2 separate regions of the Macaca mulatta genome follow, and region 1 is linked to region 2. A link is a contact called in public Hi-C data. All regions are on one chromosome and are shown on one strand. Each heading gives the region's core, a stretch centred on a gene start, on an enhancer-like site or on the middle of the called end of the contact. The rest is flanking DNA. Distances are from core to core; before and after follow the strand shown. Region 1 overlaps TMEM164 (transmembrane protein 164). Region 2 holds the start of TMEM164 (transmembrane protein 164).

The links. Hi-C and Micro-C count contacts between places; a contact is called where the count stands out from the background.
Region 1: a contact with region 2 is called in a Hi-C map of cortical neurons, with 5 times the contacts expected there. The contact joins the enhancer-like site here to the promoter of TMEM164 in region 2. A contact is called at or near these places in 2 of 14 Hi-C or Micro-C datasets (cortical neurons and liver).

The regions. Positions count from the first base shown.
Region 1 is chrX:116,920,647-116,924,325 of T2T-MMU8v2.0, reverse strand. All of the region lies in intron 3 of TMEM164 (transmembrane protein 164), which reads right to left. Among named protein-coding and RNA genes, the nearest start is that of MIR652, 94 kb to the right of the region's middle. Within about 2 kb of position 1,510, at least 13 of the 40 cell types and tissues checked have an H3K27ac peak or open chromatin away from gene starts, as enhancers often do. A contact at or near this core is called in cortical neurons, where this site is marked.
Region 2 is chrX:116,775,751-116,779,795 of T2T-MMU8v2.0, reverse strand. It overlaps TMEM164 (transmembrane protein 164), which reads right to left and starts at 2,671. Exons shown (of 6, transcript NM_001261008.1): 1 at 2,112-2,671. The coding sequence starts at 2,501.

The sequences.
Region 1 (3,679 bases), core at 261-2,760, 150 kb before region 2:
TACATAATCCCTACCATACACACATACACGTACACACGCGTACACACACACACATACACACACACACCAAAGGATGCCAGGATAGACAAAGGCACCCAGGGGAAAGGATCAGATGCCTCCCTTTCCCCACAGGGCAAGCACATAACCAAGACTGTGTGCTAATGAGAGGAGGCAGTTACAGGCTACCCAGGCACAGGAGCCCAGGTCTGTCTTATGCCAAGGGCTGAAACCAAAAAGATGGCAGAGCTCCCAGAATGGGAGCTGGGACAACTGTGGAGCCTGGACACAGACGTTGGCTCTGGCTCTTTAAAATAAAAATCCACACGGAAAATAATTTCCCAGGAACCCACCTGCTGCTCAACTATTACTTTACACTCACCAAGGGAAATGTAAAAACTGAGAAAAGGAGGTAAGATTCCAAGTACCACTGTAGACCCCAGTGGAAAAGGTCACGAGATTGGATACTGGGCATTATCAGCACAAGGTAGCTATGGAGGTCTGAGAGGCCTACACTGGACCTCACAGTAATGTGGTCTGAGATCACTCTAGTATCTGAAAATTAGGTACTGCTTTATGCTTTTCAAATGATTTCACATCCACAATCTACTCAATGTCTCAAAATCCCCAGGAAGCAGCCAGGTCAAGTATTACCCTTAATTGACAGATGAGGAAACTGAGGTGCAAAAGGGTTATTAACTTCCCTGAGGTCGCCTGGAAAATAGGGAAGGAAGGAAAAAGTCCCAAGAAGGCTCAGCTCTCTGGCTGAAATGAGCACCTTCATGCACCTAAGGGACTTGACCTCTCCCTGAAACAGGCCTGGGAAGCCAGGCTGCTCTCTCCCATAGCAAGGAGCTGGGCCAAGGGCATGCAGCTACTAGTCCCAGGTGTGTCCTCAAGCAGTACTTCTGCCAACCTCTCAGACTCCAATTGCTGACCACCCACCTTGACTCACATTGCCCACCTGCCTCACCCTGCCTCCCAGCTCCTAGAAAGCAAAGTCTCCACCTGAATGTCCAGGGAGGCAGTTAAGCATTGCAGTTACAAGCTAGGACTTTGGAGTCTGTCAAAGCTGTGTTCTAGATTTGACTCTGCTGCTCGGTAGCCCTGTGGCCTTGGCCAAGGCCCTTAAACTCTCCATCTCCATTTTGGCATCAGTAAAATGAAAGTCAGTCTTCTAAGATTGTTGTATGATTTAAAAATTTTTTTAAATATAACAAAAACTAGCATGGTACTTCTTTTATGCCATGAACTATGAAAATCACTTTGTAAACAGTTAATTTAAACAAATCTTCATAAGAACTGTATTGTTCCAATTATATCCGTTTTAGAGATGGGACACTGGGGCACAGAAAAGTTAGATAACTCACTCAAGGATACATTCTCATTCAGTGACAGAGCCAAGATTCAAATCCAAGCAGTTTGGCTCTAGAATTTATAGTCTTAGCCAGCACACTCAGCTGTCCCCTGCTCACTCGCTCCCTCCCACAGAAGTCTGACTCATAGGAGTTGCTCCGTGGGGAGGAGCCACCCTTATGAATGGGAGTAGTCATAGTGGTATCAGCAACAGGACCGAGGCAGGACATGCACATGTCCTCACTTGTCCCTCCACACGGTGATTTAGCCCAGTCCTCTCCTGTTCAAATGATCCTCATCTTCATAGCATGCTCTGCCTACTGTCTGGTGTCCCAGCCACACATCATACAGTAGCCAAACTTGCCCTGCAACATAGGCCTCCCAGCTCCTGAGCCTCTTGTCACTGGCCCACTTCATCTCTGCAGCCACTGTGGCTACAGACTTCAGATGGAGTGGCCAAGAGACTGTCCCCACCAGCAGTTTCCTTCCTCTGGTGGCTGCCTCACCCCTACTCCAAGACTTCTCTACTTCAGGGGGCCACAAAGAGTACTGAACTAGGTGCATATGCCACTGCACCCAAAGCCAGGGGAGAGAAAGAGGAAATAGGTGAAGGAGGAAGTGTGGAAAAAGAAGGAGAGAAAGGGAAGAAGAAGATGTAAGAGAAAGGGGGTGAAGTAAGAAGAAACATAATGGCAAGAATAAGAGAGCTGAATGGGAACCAAGAACTTAACCACTTGTCATTTAATAGCAAATCATATTGAAGTACTTATATTATGCACCATGTTCTGTGTTAAATACTTTTACATGTTGATATGGTTTGGCTATGTCCCCACCCAAATCTTATGTTGAATTGTAGCTCCCATAATTCCCACATGCTGTGGGAGGGACCCAGTGGGAGATAATTGAATCATGGGGACATTTTCCTCCATACTGTTCTGGTGGTAGTGAATAGGTCTCATGAGATATGATGGTTTTATAAGGGGTTTCCCCTTTCACTTGGCTCTCATTCTCTCTTGCCTGCCACCATGTAAAACGTGCTTTTCACCTTCTGCCATGATTGTGAGGCCTCCCCAGCCACATGGAACTGTGAGTCCATTAAACCTCTTTTTCTTTATAAGTTACCCAGTCTTGTGTATGTCTTTATCAGCAGCATGAAAACAGACTAATACACATGTATTATCTCATTTAATTATTACAACTTTCCTATGAAGTAGGGACTATGATCATGTGCATTTGACAGACAGGAAACTAAGTCACAGAGAAATTAAATAACATCCAAAGAAACAGCAATAGGCACAGGGATGGGGGGAAAGGGCATTCAACAAAGGAGAAAAAAGTTTTTGTTTTTGCTTTTAAAGAAATGTGGTCTCCCTATGTCACCCAGGCTGGAGTACAGTGGCCATTCTCATGCACAATCATGGCACACTACAGCCCTGAGCTCCTGGGCACAAGCAACCCTCCTCCCTTAACCTCCCAAGTAGCTGGGACTATAGGCATGCACCATCATGCCCAGCTAAGACAGTTCTTTACTGAACACCGAGTCTGGGCTGAGTTCCAGGAACTTTCTCAGGGAGCCTCCCCTGACCCTCTTTTCCCCATTTTATATCTGTGAAATGCCATACTTCCCTAGAAAGAGTTCCACTTGGTTAATTCATTTCTACACACTAGAGAACTCATACCTAGAACTCCACTCTAATGTACATAGCCTGGTTCTTTTTCAACTGGAGGAATCCTGAGGTTATAGACAAAAAGTCCTGCATCAATGCAATTTAAAGTCAAAAGCAATAAAAAATGCTTTAAGCAACACAGGCCATTAACTACCTTCTCACAAGTCAACATCCTTTTTAGAATCAAAAGACCAGAGTGGTAAAGTTCTCCAGGCCTCTAGAGTTTAGACTGCCTGAAACATTAGGTGCATGGACTCTGTTCATGGCAAGAATCTCAACCTCCTTCCTCCCGCTCTGCAACCCTGACAGCTGCACCACTGTTCTCTCCCATGGAGACCACTGATCCCACCACGCCCCTATTTCCCTGTTTACAACAGTCACCTGAGCAGTCCCTTCACCTTTTTTAAGAAAAACTTAATTATCGCTCTCTGAAGACACTGCTACACTGCTATCCTGACAGCTCTCTCAAGTAGTGGGGATTTTTCCTCTCATATAACCTTACACCACTGGGCCAAGGGAATGCCTCTCTGTGCCTCACAGATGCTTCCAAATTGCTGTCTCTTCCAGACCATTATCTCTGCCTCCTTGCTAACCACTCTCCTGATTTGAATCTCATGTCCTGAGACTATGGCACCCACTACTCCTTTCTGTTGCAGTTA
Region 2 (4,045 bases), core at 1,422-3,921:
GAATGGGGACTGGCCACCTGACTTCCACAGAGAAGAAACTAGCTTCCTTTTTTTTCCACACAGGAGGTCAAAAGCATTTCAGGATAGCTCTCTGTTGCATACCCATCTACGACTTATGGGGACAAGAATCACATAAACCGTCAAGAGCTAGGAGGGCAACTCTGCCTCATTTTATAAGTAGGCAAACTGAGGACCAGGATTAGTACTTTCTCCAAAGTCACACAATGAATTAATGCCAGCACTAGGTCTCCAGAGTCTTCTAAGAGCCTCTAAAAATCTTTCTTCTAAAAACCATGGTGTTGCCAGTCTTGACGTCATCACACTAGCAGCAGCCAGGCTGAATTTAGTCCTTTGTTGACCTTGTAGATGTATGGTTGCCAGAGCCCTCAAGGCCACTTTGTAGAAGATGCACCCTTTGACCCTCACCACCTGCCATCCTAAAAAAAAAAGCACTCCTGTCCCGACAGCCTCACACAGCATGGGCTGAGATGCGTTGTTTCCTATCATTAACAAAAAGCCCATTCATTAAAAAAAGAAAGAAAGAAGACTGGCTCAAATTTACACAGAAGGTCTAGCTAGGGCAGCCCTGGACTTCCTGTGAATGGCATCACTTCCCAAGAAGCCCTTTCTTAAAAAATGCTGCCCACTCCAACCCGGATGCTTACGCCACCCAATCAAAAACAGCCGCTTTATTCCAAAGCTATCCACACCTTCTTACCATATCTGCAAGAAGGGAAGAGGCCGGGGTCATTCACCACATCCAGGAGCCTGCAATCAAATGAGTTCCTAGGAACACAGTGCAAGTATCCAAGCCATGAGTAGACAGCGTGGTGCTCATCTGCCTGACACTGCCCACAGGACTGCCCCACCACCCACTGCCACCCTCACTTTGGGGGTGACAGCTTACAACCTCAAGGTGGATGAATCTGCTTTCCAACCCAAGCACTAATTCACCTTTTGGCTGCAAGCAAATGACCTGTCATTCATAAACCCCGCCAGGCCTGTAAAATGGAGATAATAATCTCAACCTCCTGCCCCAAGCTAGGCTGTCACAAGTCTCCAAAGAATAACCTTCTACAACCATAAAGACAGTAAAGATGCTAATGACAGGTTTCAAAACTGCCCCTGAATAAAACACACTGGGTTTTCCACAGTCTGAAATCTAAAAAAGACTGATTGCTCTCCCAGTCTCCTCTTCATCCTCCTCTATGATTTTATAGCTTTAGAACATCTCTCCACACAGGCTGAGTACAGACAGTCTCACTCTTGGTCCTCACCCAGATTATTTTTATGAATCTGGCAACTTGCCTTTTCAATCCCATTTGTTTTCCTTAGCACTGCTAATGGGTGGAAGTCGAGGAGGTAAAGAAATCAGCTTCCTAAGCACCCTTGGACTATGACCACAGGAGACAGAATGACAGTGATAAGATGGAGAGGTTTGCAAAAAAAGAAATACCCTCTCACCGTAACGATCACCAGCCCAAAGTTCACAAGTCAGCCTGGGAACCTGCTTCAGAACTCACTTAGTAGGAGCTTGGTGCTGCTCCAATGCCTCAAAATGAAAAGGCAGACCTCACTCTAAGAGCATACACTCCCAAATGAAAGAGTCATTAAGAGAAACCTGTAAAAGTATTTCCCCAAAGTACCACAGTGTAGATGAGAAAGTTTATGTGACCACCTCCAGGAAAGAGTGTCACCAGGCCCCGGGGAAATTAACTACCACAGAAGGCAAGGGAGCTGGGTCATGGTCCACTGATGTGATTCAGAAAGGACACCTGGCTGGGGCTGGACTTCCTGCTTGTGAAAGGCCAGGGCAGGGCAGGGCAGGGCTGGGCTGGGCTGGGAGGGGAGGGGAGGGGCAGCCAGTGTGAGTGCCAGTCGTTCCTAGGGTTAAGGCACAAGGTTCCTCACCTCCACTGTGGGGCTGACGCATTGTGCAAAGGTGAAAGAAAGCCAAACCTGAAATCGGCACAAAGGCAGCCACTCGCTGGAAAATCATTTTTAAGGGTCCCACTCCCCGCCGGGATGAGATGCTGTACACTATGGAGTGTCCTGAGCACACAAATGACTCTTATCACTTAGGCTGCCTAGGAAAAAGTCAACAGACTCACATGCATCATGGTGACCAGGTGACAGGGGTTGAGCAGGTAGATGACGGTCTTGGTGGCGAACTTAAAGCCCACCTCCACCCCGAAGGTCAGGCACAGGGCTACTAAGAGCAGATTCTTGCTCAGGCTCTCCTTGCCTTCCTCTGGCCGCTGGGTCACCTGCTCTGGCTGGCTGCCAGGGCTACCCCTACCGTCCTCCTTCGTCTGCCTCAGGATGTGCCGCAGGGCCACCAGGATCTCCAACAGGGCCAGGGTCAGGACCACCACACTTTCCAGCAGCCGCTGCTGCCAAGAGAGGAAGGCAGCACAGTCGGGGCCCCCATTGCCTGCAAAACTGGGGTCCACGCCCCCATAGAGCCAGTCCAGGAGGCTCTGGTAGCTATACCGGGACATGATGCAAAGTGGTTCCCCTTGACCACAGTGCAGGAGGCAAGAGTGAGATGGAACACAAGCCCAGAGGGTTGCCCGGGTGGTGGACCATGTAAGGCGGGCACACCCCACGACCCCCCTCCAGACACCAGGGCACCGAGAGTAGGGGAGGGGAAGCTACACGCAAGGCCCGGGGTAAAGTGCTGGCTCTAACTTGTCCCCACGGCTGTCTGGGGGAGCCCCCCGCGCTTCTCCAGTGGCCACCAACGAGGCAGGGTTGAAAGGAGCCGTTGGCCAATCTAAAAGGAAGGAGAGGAAAAAAAAAAAAAAAAAGGTCTCAAAGAGGCAATTGCATCGGGAATTAGGAAGCGGGAGGGGTAACTAGCGAGGGAAGAAAAGGGGAACGGGGCAGTGGCGAAGCAGGGGTCAGGGGAAGCCGGAGGCCGAGAGGGTCAGGGCGGGGGCCAAGGAGACCCGGCAGTGCTGCGGCAGCGAACCGGGAGCCAAAAGGGGTCAGAGCTAGGGGACACGCGGAGGCCAGGAGAGGAGCTAGCGGGGCCAGGCAGGCGGGGAGGGCGACGGGGATGGCAGGGACGCCGGACTCCTCGTCTCACGCACTCGCCACAGAGGGATCTCTTACTCCTGCAACCGCGTGGCCGTCTCTGCCCCCAGCTAGCAACTTCGCCGCCGACGGGCCCCTCCAGCCAATTTAGAGCGGTCCTGGTCCAGCCTCCCGCCCCCGGGTACACCCCCAAACCCCCAGCTCCACCCTCCGGCCCCAGACGCCCGCCCTCCAGGCAGCACCACCCCCAGCCCGCGGCCCGCCCGGGACCTGCCCCCCTCGCGCAGGCAGCGGCGGGAGGAAGCCGGAGGGAGGGCGGGAGGCCGGGCCAGCCGGAGGTTGGACTAAAGCCGGCCCCCTCCCTCCGCCCCGGCGCCGCAACCTCCCGCGCCTCCCGCCCGGCCCTGGGGATCAGCCGCCGCGCCCCTCGGGGCTTCACTCACCGGCAGCTCGGCCCGCGGCCCCGGCTCGGGCTACTGCTCCGCTCCCGCGCTCCCCGCGCCGGGCGCTCAGTTCCCCTGGCGGCCGCCGCCGCGGCGCACGGCTCCTCCTCCCCGTCTTCCTCCCCCTGCAGCAGCCGCGCTCGCTTCCTCCTTCTTCCCCTCCCTCTCTCCTCCCCCTCGCCGCTGCCACCGCCACTGCCTCCCTCCTCCCGTCCAGTTCAGCTCTCGCCCCACCACACGCCCTCGGGCCACGACTACTCCTCCTCGCCTCCTTCCCTTTTCTGCCTCTGGCACTCCCCTCACCCGTCCACCATTCACACCTCCCACCCTCCGCGGCTTCGGCTCTCCCTCCTCCTCCCTCCTCCGGCTCAGTCTCCGCCTTCTTCCTCCTCCTCCCTGGCCTGCCTCGTCTTCTGCACTCGGATCCTGCACGCGTGCACAGCCACCCTCCTTCACAACCGTGTACAGAATTCGCCCCCTCGGTGAAGGCCTGTTGACTGGCTCCGCCTCCCGCGACCTGGTTCTCCAGGGCACTTCTTTCTATACTGGACACATAGTAGGCA